Regions from separate parts of the Sus scrofa genome. Here region 2 is linked to region 1. A link is a contact called in public promoter capture Hi-C data. All regions are on one chromosome and are shown on one strand. The core of a region is the stretch at or near the end of the contact, and the rest is flanking DNA. Distances in the headings are between cores, read along the strand shown.

Region 1 (6,314 bases), core at 535-3,034:
GTCCCCAGTTGCTGCATCATCTGCTCCCCTCCACGTCCACGTGCTCTCCCGACGGGCGCAGCAGGTGGGATGTGAAATGGAGGTGACCGCTTTCCAGTGTGTGTATTTAAAATACATTCCCACGTAGGATCTTAAAACATGTGTTGCTTTTTGATTTTTATTATTATTTTTTAACAATAATCCTTTCCTTTTGATGCATATAAATTCTCTTCACTCTTTTCTAAATAGCTGTTTGGGGTTGTCTTTTGCATTTATCCTAAATTCTTTCTGGGAAGGCAGCCTTACCTTGAGTCTTTGAGGAAAATGTCTTTCCCAGGGTTCTCAGCGTGTGGGGAGCACAGCCCTGTCTCAGAAACTCAGGTCCTTGAGGGCCAGGTGGGCACACACCTTTGAGACACTGATTCCTACAAAGCAGTTCGACTGCTCCAGCCACAGCATCACTGACCCCATCTTGGCCCTAGCTCATGGTGACTGGTCCCTGAGCTAGGATGGACTGGTCGGTCACCCAGAGCAGAGAGCCATGCAGGAGCCAGTTGGGGATCCGTCCCCACCAGCACCCTGAGCCATGCAGGAGAGCTACTAATCCTAGGGCCTCTTTGCTGGGAGCACTGGGAGGGGCGACGTGGCTCATCAGAGTTGAACTTCAAATTCACTGAGTATTTACCCCAAACCAGTCCATTAGTCAATTAATTAGCCTACTGAAGGTGTCTCTCACTACCCTACCAGGTGGCGACGCTACAGTATTTGTTGATTTGTTATAGGAAATAGAAGCAGCAGCTTCGCTCATCTGGGCCAAGTGTATGCATTTTTTTTTTTTTTTTTTTTTTTTGGGTGCTCCTGAAGCATGTGGAAGTTCCTGGGCCAGGGATGGAACCTGTGCCACAACAATGACCTGGGCCCCAGCGGTGGCAATGCTGGATCCTTAACCCACTGCACCATAAGGGAACTTCCTATACATTTTTTAAAGCTGGCATAACGAAGATAACCTGTAATGCTGATCAGTAAAGCTCTTGCTTCTATTTAAGAGAGCGCTCACACAGGCAGCTTCTTCGTGGGGTTGGTCCCTGGGAGGAGGGAGCAGCCACTTTTATTGAGAAAGAGGTTCCTGGTTGGAGTTCCCACTGTGGCTCAGTGGGCTAAGACCCTGTCTAGTGCCCATGAGGATGTGGGCCCGCCTTAGTGGGTTAAAGCATCCAGCATTGCCGTGGTGCAGATCACAGATGCGGCTGGGATATGGCGTTGCTGTGGCTGTGGCATAGGCTGGCAGCTGCTGCTCTGATTTGACCTCTAGCCTGGGAACCTCCATATGTCGTGGGTGTGGCCCTAAAAAGACAAAAAAAAAAAAAAGGTTCCTAGTGACATGCTCTTTTGCCCTCCTCCTGTGCCCTCCCCACCCCCCCATACTCACACACCCACTCTCTTTCTCATACACACACACACTCACTCACACCCATAGGCTGATCTGTTTAGAGCCCAGAGTTCAAGCGGGGCCACGAGGTCAAGGGGCATCAGCTGCTGGGAGCAGGAGGACAACTTGGCAAGCCTTTAAAGTCTCTCGTAAGGCTTCAGGTTTTATTATTTCATTCTGCAGAGTTTTTCAACTATGAATCCACTTACATGGAGTGTAGCCCCTCCTTTTACAGAAGGGTTCCCCAGGGGTCCGAGAGGAGGCCTGGCCCGTGGTCATGCAGGCCCAGGGCTCGTGTGATGGCCCGTCCTGCGCCCAAGCCACGCTGGGGAAGGCCTCTCGAAGGCTCCTGGCTGCCTGCCTCCAGCCTGCAGGAAAGGATGAATGATTAATTTTTACAACTGCCCAAGAAGTGATATCTGTGAACCAGGAACCCTGACACTTCTCCAACATCCAGCTACTTAATCGTGGTTTTTCACTGGGTCAGCACAGCCATCCCGCAACCTGAAGGGCATCAAGGCCTTTACCAGCCAGCCCCAGGAACGAAGGCCAAGTTCACTGGGGGCCGGGGTGGCCTGGGAGCGGACACTGCTCTCTGAAAAACTCAGAGGCCCATTGTAACTCAACTATACACCAATGTAAAATAAAAATGAAACTTAAAAAAAGCAAAAAGAAACATAAAATTAAAAATAAATAAAAGAAACTCAGATTCCTTCACCGCACAGCAGAGCAGGGCCTCATCCTGCTCCCTTTCCTGGCATGAACTGTGCCTTACCTTTGTCTTCCGGAGCTGCAGTTCTCAAAGCACTTTTTCAAACGCAAGCTCAGTTGGTTCCCAGACACAGCTATTGTTGGATGGCGCAGCTAATTGTTCTCCAGGAGAACCTAAAGATTCCAAGAGGGAAGTGACTCACTCAAGGTCACAAAGGCTCAAGCGCTTCTGTCTTCGGCACCACCCACCTGGAGGAATTCATGGCTGGACCAACCTTTTATTTACCTGCTTATTTTCGGCAGTGCCTGAGGTCCGTGGAAGTTCCCGGGGCCAGGGATCAAACCCACACCACAGCAGTGACCTGAGCTGCAGCAATGACAACGCTGCGTTCTTAACCCCCTGCATGACTAGGGAACTCCCTGGACCAACCTTTCAATGCAGGATGTGTTTAGGGTCTTTGGATGTCTTTGGGGTTGTCCATGAATCCTCAGGTAGTACTGGCAGTGTTCGGGCATCTTGCTGTATGAAAGTCCAGTCTTCATCAAACTCTCTCTGACCCCAGACAGTAAGAAAAGAAGCATCTAAAACCCCTCTGTGCTGCTGCCTGCAGCTGTACCCACAGGAGGAAACCTCATCTCGCTGGGCCATGGGGTTCCCTGCGCACAGCCACGGTCAGGAGCTGGGCCAGGCTGGGGACTGTGCCGTCCCCAGATGTTTAGCTGCCCTTGAATCTGGGACCGTCTGGGCAGCAAACACCTTGCTAGAAGACCTGTAACACAAAAGAGCCCATTTACACAAGCCACACCAATGTGCAAATCTCGCGGGAAGTGCGCGACCCTCAGAATAAAAATCTGCCAAACTATATCAAGGGATGTTAAACACACAGTAAGACATGATATGTTGAGAGCTCTTAATATTGTAAAGGCCATTTGCCCGAATGTATAAGTCTAATAAAATTATCGGGAGTTTTTTTGTGTTTTAAATCGGACACAATGAATTTACATGGAACAATTCACCTGGAAATATAAACATATAAGTGGAGTCATGAAATTTGGGCGAAGAAAAGAGCAGTGTGGCTGTCGGTTCACAGGTATTAAAACACCTTATGATGCTTCAGAGAAGAATGCAGAGAGGGATGGAGGGACAGGCAGCTCAAGGGCAACAAAGAGAAACTCAGGAATAGACCCTGCGTGTTAGAGGAACTTAGTCATCTATGATGGATGCGATGTCCAAATCAATGGGGAACTGATTGATTTAGGAAATGATGTTTAAATAATATGGGGCAGAAACTAAATCCCCACCTCATCCCATGTGCCAGGGATGAGGTGGGGATAAATCCAGAATCTCCATTTCTTTATAGTAAAAAGGGAATATGGTTCCTGCCTCATAACATAATTGTAGGGCATGTAACACAATGGGTGTCAGGTGTCCTCCTAGAACCCTCCCGATAAATGCTAGCTAATATTGTTAATAGTGTTATCATTCATCCCGATGGATTATGGTCCAAACAAGTAATGACAAATTCATAAGCTTACTGAAAGCTCAGGTGAAATTTCCCTGATCTCAGGCGGCAATGGTTTTCACAGAAGCAAAGGAAGAAACCAGCCAAGGCAGGATGCACCAGGAGCCTTAGAAGCTTCTTACTTTGTGACTCAGCCATTCTACCACTAGAAGTTTTATCTTAAGTATGTGCTCAGATCAATGTGTGAAGACAGTTGTTAAACACTTTTTATAAGAGCAAAAAGTGGGAACGACCTAAACGTCAGAAAAGGAAAGGTTAACAAAACTTGTTCAAGGACGTGATGGAAGACTATGCAGCCATTAAAAAGTTTTAAATTATTTTAGTGAGCACGGATTGATTGATTGGGGGAAATGCTTAGGTTAGAAGGCTACCGGTGACCCAAAGTAGTATATAGAGTATGAGAGTTTGAACACACCAAACTGTCCACCCAAGCAGACACCTCTGTGATGGGAATAACGGGAGCCTTTTTCCCCTTGTTCTTTGCACATTCGTTATACTAACAACTGCTTCTTTTATGATTCTACCCCATTTCATAGGGGTTTTAACATCAGTTTTACAATTTAAAAAAATTGGGCCTTGCCAGATCATTCGTGCTTGCAAAAGTTATTTACTGAGAGAGATTTTACAAAAGATACTTCTTCACCTTTGCATCTCCACCTGGGGTAAGGTGGGGGATTCTGCTTATTAGTCATTGGTCATTACAGGAACATGTCCACGATTTACTTGAATAATCTTCCTCTAGATGCTCCTTTTATTGTAAGGCAAATTCAAACGAAGTAGGCGAAGAAGACGAAAGGCTTATCATTTCTGTTTTCAGATAGAGCGAGAGACCCACAGAGCACGGGTCCCCGGGTGGTGGCTGCTTGGAGCAGGTCCCGGCGATGCACTGTCTTGGAGGGCCTCAGCTGCTTCCATGCGGGGCTGCTTTGCAGAAGCGTGGAGAAGTATATGCTGCCGGGCCACGGTCCTCAGGTAGGGTGTCCCCACCCACGGGCTTGGGGTGGCCCGCTGTGTGCTGGGCTTTCTTGAGAGTTCAAAGTCTTAGCCGTCACAAAGTCCCCAGAGTCAAAGATTTCCCTCAGGTGCAGACTTGCTTTCCAGAAACCTCCAAAACAAACAATGATAAGCAAGTGAGATGCAGGAAGCTGGCAGGCAGCCGGCTTGGGGCTGGATGCCAGGCTTGTGGCAGCGAGAGCCCAGAAGAGAGTGAGGCTCCCACCACCCCAGCCTGTCGGGGCAACTCCTGGCCAAGCACCGCCCACTCCCTGACATCTGTTGCCTCTGCAGGATGAGATACAGAGGTGGGAACACAGCCCGCCCAGGTGAAACTTGGCCGGGACTGGGGGCAGGGCCAGGCTGGCAAAATCTGTGTGGAAGGCAAGCTGGGTTTACATTATCTGCCCACACAATGCCAAGGCCAAGGGCAATGACTGCGGGGGTGTCTCCCCAGGACAACCTGCGTCTCAGGCTGCCTGAGCATGCCCAGGGATGGGCATCCAGGTGCCCAGCCTTGGTGTGACCCATGCTCTCTGGGCCACCGGGTCCATGGATATCAGGCCACGCCAAGAAGGAGCACCACTTCGGGGCCATGTGGGGCGCTGAACTCCCCACAGACGTGAGCCTGCTCTCACCATCGGGGCAGCCTTAACCTCAGCTTGGCTTATGAGGACTCTGGAATGAGTGCCTGGGGACAGCCTTCCAGCCAGGGCTGGAGGGGGCGGGGAGTGGGGTGTGAGGCCACAGGCCAGTGGGCACTTACAGAGCTTTCACTCTCCATCAGACTCTGAATTGGCTATAACATTTAGTAGCTCCCCCTTCTCATCACAATTACCAGATTATCTCCATTTTACAGATGGGGAAACTGAGGCTCAGACATGATAGACATGAGGAAGGTCCCACAGCTCGTGAATCACTAGCTGGAGAGCCTTGGGGATTCACAGGCAGATGAAGATTTCTGAGCCAGGCTGTGTCCACGGTCCTGGGCTCTCTGTCTTTCTGAAACCCACCCCTCAGGCCTCAACCCTGGCCATGGACCCGCCACTGCCCAGCTCCAGGCCCCTTCTCAGCCCACAAGCTGCCCAGGTGACTCCCGCCCTTCTTCTTTTATCAAGTATCAGGGATGCTGCCGCAATGGCCTCTCTCTTCGGGAGAACTGTCTCTCCCTGTCTGGTCCAGGACAGAGCTGGGGAGTGGGATGCCCACTTCCCTTCTTCCCGCCTCCATCCCTAGGGCTGCCTTTCTTCTGGGGAACCAGGCAGTCATCAAATTAGGAAGCCGGAAGTTACAAAGGTTCTAGAACCAAACTGAGCTCTTAGTACCCCCCCTTTCTCTCCCACCCGGGTGGGTGGTCCCCGATTCTCTGGTACCTGGAAACCCAGGCGGAGTTGAGTTTATCAACCCTGACTCCCAACCCTGAGTCTACGCTGTCTCCATCCTTCCCTGGTCTCCTCCGTCACCAGCGGTGGCCAAGGCAGAAGGAGGGCTCTCCCTTTCTCGGGTGGACTGTTTGCTTCTTCGAATTTCTAGTCCATTCTGAACCCTCCTCCCCCTTGCTGGGCCAAGGCTAACTTGTGAGTTGCAGAAAATGGCGATCAATGTTGGTGTGTCTGGCATCCATGTTCCCAGGCAGTCCCAGCCGGTTGCCTTATCTGAGGCTGGCGTGAAGGCCCTGG
Region 2 (6,961 bases), core at 4,097-6,596, 64 kb after region 1:
AATCTGACTAGCATCCATGAGGACGCAGGTTCAATCCCTGGCCTTGCTCAGTGGCTTACGGATCCGGTGTTGCCTTGAGCTGTGGTGTAGTTCTCAGACATGGCTCCGATCTGGCAGGGCTATGGCTGTGGTATAGGCCGGTGGCTACAGCTCAGATTCAGCCCCTACCATGGGAACCTCCATATGCCATGGGTGCTGCCCTAAAAAGACCAAAAAACAAAAAACAAAAAACATAAAACAAAATTCAGCCCTGGGTTCACAGTGACGCCAAGAACAGGTAACCTGAAACCTCACCCCCCCCACCCCCCCGACCCCCAGACTATCCAGTAGGCAGTACCATCTCTTTAGTCACATCTTAACTCCAGTAAAGAGGCCAGGTCTTAGACCCCCCTCATTAAAAAGAAGCGAGAAGTGAGGCCTAGAGAGTTTTAATAATTTGTCCAACGTTAGTAATTTTTAAGAACCAGTTCCCTGAAATTTCTAAAACTCATTAGGTGTGTAATACTGTCAAAATACTCTACTGGGCAATAGCATCTTTATCGACAAGGAATGGAGAGAATTACAGAAACATAAAATTTAAATTTTATTTTTTTTGGAGTTCCCGTCGTGGCGCAGTGGTTAACGAATCCGACTAGGAACCATGAGGTTGCGGGTTCGGTCCCTGCCATTGCTCAGTGGGTTAACGATCCAGCGTTGCCGTGAGCTGTGGTGTAGGTTGCAGATGCGGCTCGGATCCCGAGTTGCTGTGGCTCTGGCATAGGCCGGTGGCTACAGCTCCTATTCAACCCCTAGCCTGGGAACCTCCATATGCTGCGGGAGCGGCCCAAGAAATAGCAACAACAACAACAACAACAACAAAAGACAAAAGACAAAAAAAAAAAAAAAAATTAAATTTTATTTTTTTAAACTTCCATACTTTGTACTTTAACGCTCCGATCCTAGAGTAGAAGGGCTGAAGAAAGAATGAGCATTCAGCTTAAACCTTAAAACTGCACCTTCCACAATTTCTGGTATTAAACAACACTGAACCCCAGAAATTCACAAATGCTTCTACTGAGCCTTTCTGTATAGGGGTCAGGGCCTTTATTTCTAGATTTAACTTCCAGGTGTGACTGGAGATCTTAGTTCTAGTTTTCAGTCTCTACAAAAAATGAGTTTTCCTTTGCTAGTCACTCTCACCTGCCATTCTTTTTTTTTTTTTTTTTTTTTTTTTTTAATGTCTTTTTGTCTTTTTAGAGCTGTGCCAGCGGCATATGGAGGTTCCCAGGCTAGGGGTCTAATTGGAGCTACAGCTGCCAGCCTACACCACAGCCACAGCCATGCAGGATCCGAGCTGCCTCTTTGACCTACACCACAGCTCAGGGCAATGCTGGATATTTAAGCCACTGAGCGAGGCCAGGGATCGAACCTGCGTGCTCATGGTTCCTAGTCAGGTTTGTTAACTACTGAGCCACGAAGGGAACTCCCCTCATCATTTTTGCTTTAAGACTGAATATTAGATGGGATTTGCCATCAACCAAAGTCAAATGTAATCTGGTTTTTCACACGGTTTTCTTCTTCTATCTGTCCATGGTACAGCTTCATACAGTCATGATTTTTGATAACCAAGATTCAGAGGTGTGTCTGTGTTTAGTGAGGTTTTTTGTTGTTGTTTTGTTTTTTAAACAAGAATCCTTTAAAACCTACACTTTGGATTGATAACGTGCAGGCCAGCTCCTTGAGCTAGGAAGCTCCAGGTTGGAACTTGGCATTGAAAGAGCACGGAGAGGCCTTAGAGGGTTTTGAAATTACGAAGTTTGTGTTAAACGTTTGACTTTCACTCATATTGGCAGTCTCTTTCCAAAGGGAGCATTATTCTCTCATCTTTAAAGTATGCTGAGTTTAGTCGTTTGGATGCAAGCAAATTACCAGGAGAATTCTCAAGAATCAGGAAGAAAAAGCCAAGCCATCTTACTCAACCTGGAGTCACAACCTCCAGGAGTGTTGGTGAATAATGGCACGGTTTCCCTGCAGTGGAACTCACTCCTGGTGTGTTAACACTATGCTAAGATAACCAGCTGAAAAAGGACAAATTTGAGTCCAACTGCTAATAAAGCATTTTGACTACATAATGCTACAGGGAAGGAAAGTTTATTTGTTTGAAATGTTTTCCTGTTATGTGGATGATATTACTCTTTCTGGAGTGCATGATCATAACTTTTTCCAGCCTGGAAAATGTACCTCTGACACCCCTCCCCGCTTCTAGATTTTAAGAGTATAAAGCACATTGTCTGGAAAGTGGCTTACAAGAGAGGGGAAAAAAAAGCCTCACAAGGTAGCTTCTCCTAAGTGACTACTGTGTTGAACTGAACCTAAAAGCCTGTTTTTATATGGGGTCTAAGCATCTCCCAATTCAGTCTGCTCCGTGATTGAAAGAATTGCTCCCCTGCTTGCTCTGTATCTTGCCCTCCACATCTCCTTACTGATTCCTCTCTGAGCATTAAATTCTCACACTTGGAGGAATCTATTTTTTAAATAAAGGGACACTGCAGTCCCCAATAGGAGACTAAATGCTCTTCCAACTGCCTCCTGGCCATTTCCATAGGCTATCTCGACCCATAAGTGGCTCCCCGATTTCTATATAGGAGGAGCTGATCAGAAAGATTGAAGCAGTGGTTACACACATGACTGCATAAAGGTCGACTGTCTATACCACAGGAGAGGAGATTATGAGAGTTCCCAATCTCATCTCCCCACTCCTTAGCACCACCACCATCCAGACTTCACTTCAAATTCAGCACATTGGAGTTCCCATTGTGGCTCAGCAATTAATGAATGTGACTAGCATCCATGAGGATGCAGGTTTGATCCTTGGCCTCGCTCAGTGGGTTAAAGGATCCGGCCTTGCCAAGAGCTGTGGTGTAGGTTGCAGAGTCAGCTCAGATCCTGCATTGCTGTGGCTGTGGTGTAGGCCGGCAGCTGTAGCTCTGATTCAACCCCTACCCTGGGAACTTCCATATGCCGAGGGTGTGGCCCTAAAAAGCAAAACAAAACCCAAAACGACCGAACACCAATACAGTAAATTTAGCACATTAAAAACAGACGGTTTCCCCCCCCTTAAAAGCAGCTCCCTGCCCCCTCCTCTCAACTTCCTCATCTTTTAAAGCAGTATCTTCCTTGTCAGGTTAAAAACTATCTTTGTTAAATTCCCCTCATCAGCTTTCACTCTCCCAAGACCCAATTAATCATCAAATCCTATCAATTCTTCCTTTATAACCTCTCAGAAATCGCCCTCCAGTTCTTTTCTATTCAGCAGCACAGAAAGAGATAAGGATCTGGTTCTCTGGTTGGGGGGGGGGGGAAGGGAGATGAGAAACATCATACACACGTGAAAAACTTTTTATAGAAATAAGAGAAATATTTTGTAAATGGGGGGGGGGGCAAATAAGCCTTATATACAGACCCTGCCACTGCCTTTGTCTCACAGCAATCCAGGGCAGTTGGAGGGCCTTCCTGCTGTCCAGGGGCTGTGCTGAGCCCATTGAGAGTCCCCTTTAGGCCACTCTGACTCAAGCCACCCCTCCATAAATGAAGCAGCACGTCTTCCCTTTCAAATCAGCTAATCTCCACTCAGAGCACAGCACATATGTAACCAATCTCAACTAGTGTTGACACCATTTAATAGGGATATGTCATCATAATTTAAATTTTTATATGTTTGTATTTTACCTCCACCTGGACAGAAGCTCATTCTTCTGTATTCTTACTGCCCCTCCCTTTCCCCATAGCAACCAACACGGGGTTCTGCTGTTTGTAGTCTCTAAATAAAATAAATGTGTGTTAAATCATAGAGTCTTAGAATTTGAGAGCCGGGAGGAATCGTAAGAATTTCTCTTGACCAATCCTTTACTTGATGAAGAAACAGGTCGAGAGAGATGAGTTGACTTGCTCAAAGCCAGACAGCTGGCTGGTGGCAAAGCAAGGGCCAGAACCCCGGTTTCTCCTGCTTTAAGTCTGTACCTAAGTGGCCCTTAGATAATCAGTGACAGAAATATACGGCTTCACGCAAGGTCTCCTGGGGATGGTGGTGATGCGGGTGCTTCGCTTTATTGAAACATTTACGAAGATTCCCTTCATCGCCTCGCAGGACCTCCTCGGACTAACTCAGCTGGGTGTTGAGCGGAGTCACAAGTTGCGTGCTGCCCTTGCTTTCGAGTCCGTCGGCCTAATCTCGGGGCTTTTTGACAGGAGGGCCCACCCGAGGGCCCCGCACACAGGGGCTCCCCCTTTCGGCCCTTCCCAGGCTGCCGCCTGTCACAGCGGCCGCGCGGCCCGCCCCACGTGGACCCGGCTCGGAGGATCAAAGTCTGTTTGCTGCCGGGCCCCGTAGGTGTGCTGGGAGCTGCGAGAACCCGCAGCGCCAGAGCAGGAGCCCCGCCACGCCGGGAGGACCCCGGCTGCCCCGCCCCGCCCCTCCCCCTCCTGCTGCACGCGGCCCGCGCCCCCCACCCTCCCCCACGACGCCAGGCGCTGCACCCGGCCGCGGCCCCCGGCCCACGCCCGGCTCCTGAAGGGAAAGGCCCCGCCCCTATCTGTTAGAGCCACGACACCGCCCCCTCCCGCCCCGCCGGGCTCCATCCAATAGTGAGCGCGGATAGGCGGGGCGCGGCGGCTGTCGTGAGGAGGTCCTGGCCAATGGGGAAGCATGCCGGGCCTGGTGGGCGGGGCGGCGAGGCCTTGTCACGCTCGGGTCCGTGTGAAAACGGGGGTTCCGAGTGCAAAGCAAAGTTTTTTTGTAAACCGTCTGCAAAGGCGGGGGGGCGAAGAAGGCGCCCGACACCGGGCCGAGTGCAGCTGCGGTTGCTGCCGCCTCTTCAGCTCTTCAGGCGTCGGCTCCTCGGTCCGAGCCACACCGGAGGGAGACCTGAGAGAGGGAGACCTGCGCGGAGAGCCGGCAGATGCTTGGAGTCTTCACAGCGCAGAGCTGCCCGTCGCCCGCCCGCTCCTGCTCCGGCTCTTGGTCCGCGGGCTCCGGGAGCCCCAGTTCCCCACCTCCGCCGCCCCGCCGTGGGTGTGGGGGCTGCTGGGGCTGAGCCGGGCCTCCGCGCCGGCTCCGAGGACAGACGCCTGAGGAGCTGCGCGCCACCGGCCCGCCGGGGACGCCCGCAGGCGCGGGGGCGCGGCGGCTTGACCCCGGGCTCGCCCCTGTCCGGCGGCGGAGGCCCCACCGCAGGCTCCCGAGCGGCCGGGCTCCGGCGGTGAGAGCCCGGCGGCGCCCTTCCTCCTCCGTGGCCGGGCCGCCGGCCCTCGGCGCCTCGCCGCCGCCGCCGCCGCCTCACGAGTGTCCGGGCCGCGCTCGGCGGGCCCCTAAGCCGCAGCCATGGGGTGCTGGGGTCGGAACCGGGGCCGGCTGCTCTGCATGCTGTTACTGACCTTCATGTTCATGGTCCTGGAGGTGGTGGTGAGCCGGGTGACCTCGTCGCTGGCGATGCTCTCGGACTCCTTCCACATGCTGTCGGACGTGCTGGCGCTGGTGGTGGCGCTGGTGGCCGAGCGCTTCGCCCGGCGGACCCACGCCACCCAGAAGAACACGTTCGGCTGGATCCGGGCCGAAGTGATGGGGGCTCTGGTGAACGCCATCTTCCTGACCGGCCTCTGCTTCGCCATCCTGCTGGAGGCCATCGAGCGCTTCATCGAGCCGCACGAGATGCAGCAGCCGCTGGTGGTCCTCGGGGTCGGCGTGGCGGGGCTGGTGGTCAACGTGCTGGGGCTCTGCCTCTTCCACCATCACAGCGGCTTCGGCAACGACTCCGGCCACGGCCACTCGCACGGGGGGCACGGCCACGGCCTCCCCAAGGGGGGCCGCGGCAAGAGCAGCCGCGCCGGCGGTAGCGACAGCAGCGCGGCCCCAGGGGAGCAGGGAACCGACCAGGAGGAGACCAACATCCTGGTGGCCAAGAGCAGCAACTCCAACGGGCTGAAATTGGACCGGACAGGTGAGGTGGTCGCCGCCGCAGGTGGTTGGCCCTGGGGAGCCCAGACCCCGGGTGGCCCCGGGCGGGGTGGCCCGCACGCCCCCTGGTGCCCAGCGGGCCGCGCCGCGCCGCACCGCCGCCTCGCCGCTCCTTCCCGGTCCCGCGCCCGCCCAGAAGGCGCGGAAACGCAGGTTTCCCCCTTTCAGCCTGGTGTCATGAGCCCGGGGACGCTTCGGGGGTTGGGGGGTGGGTGTAGACGAGGCATCGCGGCTGTGAGAGCAGACAAAGGTCAGGGGTGACCGTCAGCCCCCTGCTGCCCGCACCCCACACTTGGCTGTCTTCTCAGGCTGCCGTTTCAAGAGAGTGTCTGATTTGGGCGTTAGCAGGATCCAAACTGCTTCCTAATTCAATTTCTTGACCCTGTCGGCCCACGGAGAGAATCCCCCGCTGGTCCTTAGTTGTTGGCTGTTTGGGACCTTGCTCTGCCCAAGTAGTTCTGAGGCCCTTCCAACAAGTTTCTTGATGTATCCCGAGCCAGCTATCTAGCGATTGACTTGCCTGAGTTCAAAACCCTGGTTCAAGGTTCTTCTTAAGAACAGCCGTGTATGTTTCAGGTAATTTTCTAAAATCTAAACCAAACCCTGAAAATCTTAGACTTCGGACCTGTCTGGGCATGTTTAACATTTCACTTAGGAATTTCCATAATCATACGAAGATAAGCGATGGTAATTCAGCTTATATTTTTAATGGACAGTTTTCATTCTAAACAGTAAGTGCTTTTGAAGGAAATCTGGGAAATGGGCGTTGAAGGCGACAGAAAAAGGAATCTATCTAATACCTGACTACCCAAGCCCAGGGATGTTAACAACTTGTGTATTTCCTTCTAGATTTTTTCCATATATATTTATTCACCTAGTTTTATGCTACATAGACAGCTTTCCTTTATCCAAGATGCAGGATGTTATGTTAATGAAATTCAGGTTGTACTTTGAAGAGGTTTCGTAAAC

What was found. Promoter capture Hi-C pulls out the DNA fragments that hold promoters and counts their contacts.
Region 2: a contact with region 1 is called in a promoter capture Hi-C map of liver, with 6 times the contacts expected there. The contact joins the promoter of SLC30A1 here to the enhancer-like site in region 1. A contact is called at or near these places in 3 of 5 promoter capture datasets (fetal liver, fetal skeletal muscle and liver), 23 of 47 Hi-C or Micro-C datasets (adipose tissue, alveolar macrophages, blood and 12 more) and 2 of 2 datasets of contacts at active chromatin or transcription factors (alveolar macrophages and skeletal muscle).

Annotation. Positions count from the first base shown.
Region 1 is chr9:131,567,932-131,574,245 of Sscrofa11.1, forward strand. No RefSeq gene overlaps it. Among named protein-coding and RNA genes, the nearest start is that of NEK2, 24 kb to the left of the region's middle. Within about 2 kb of position 1,785, at least 11 of the 83 cell types and tissues checked have an H3K27ac peak or open chromatin away from gene starts, as enhancers often do. A contact at or near this core is called in fetal liver and liver, where this site is marked.
Region 2 is chr9:131,628,240-131,635,200 of Sscrofa11.1, forward strand. It overlaps SLC30A1 (solute carrier family 30 member 1), which reads left to right and starts at 5,347. Exons shown (of 2, transcript NM_001139470.1): 1 at 5,347-5,975. The coding sequence starts at 5,360.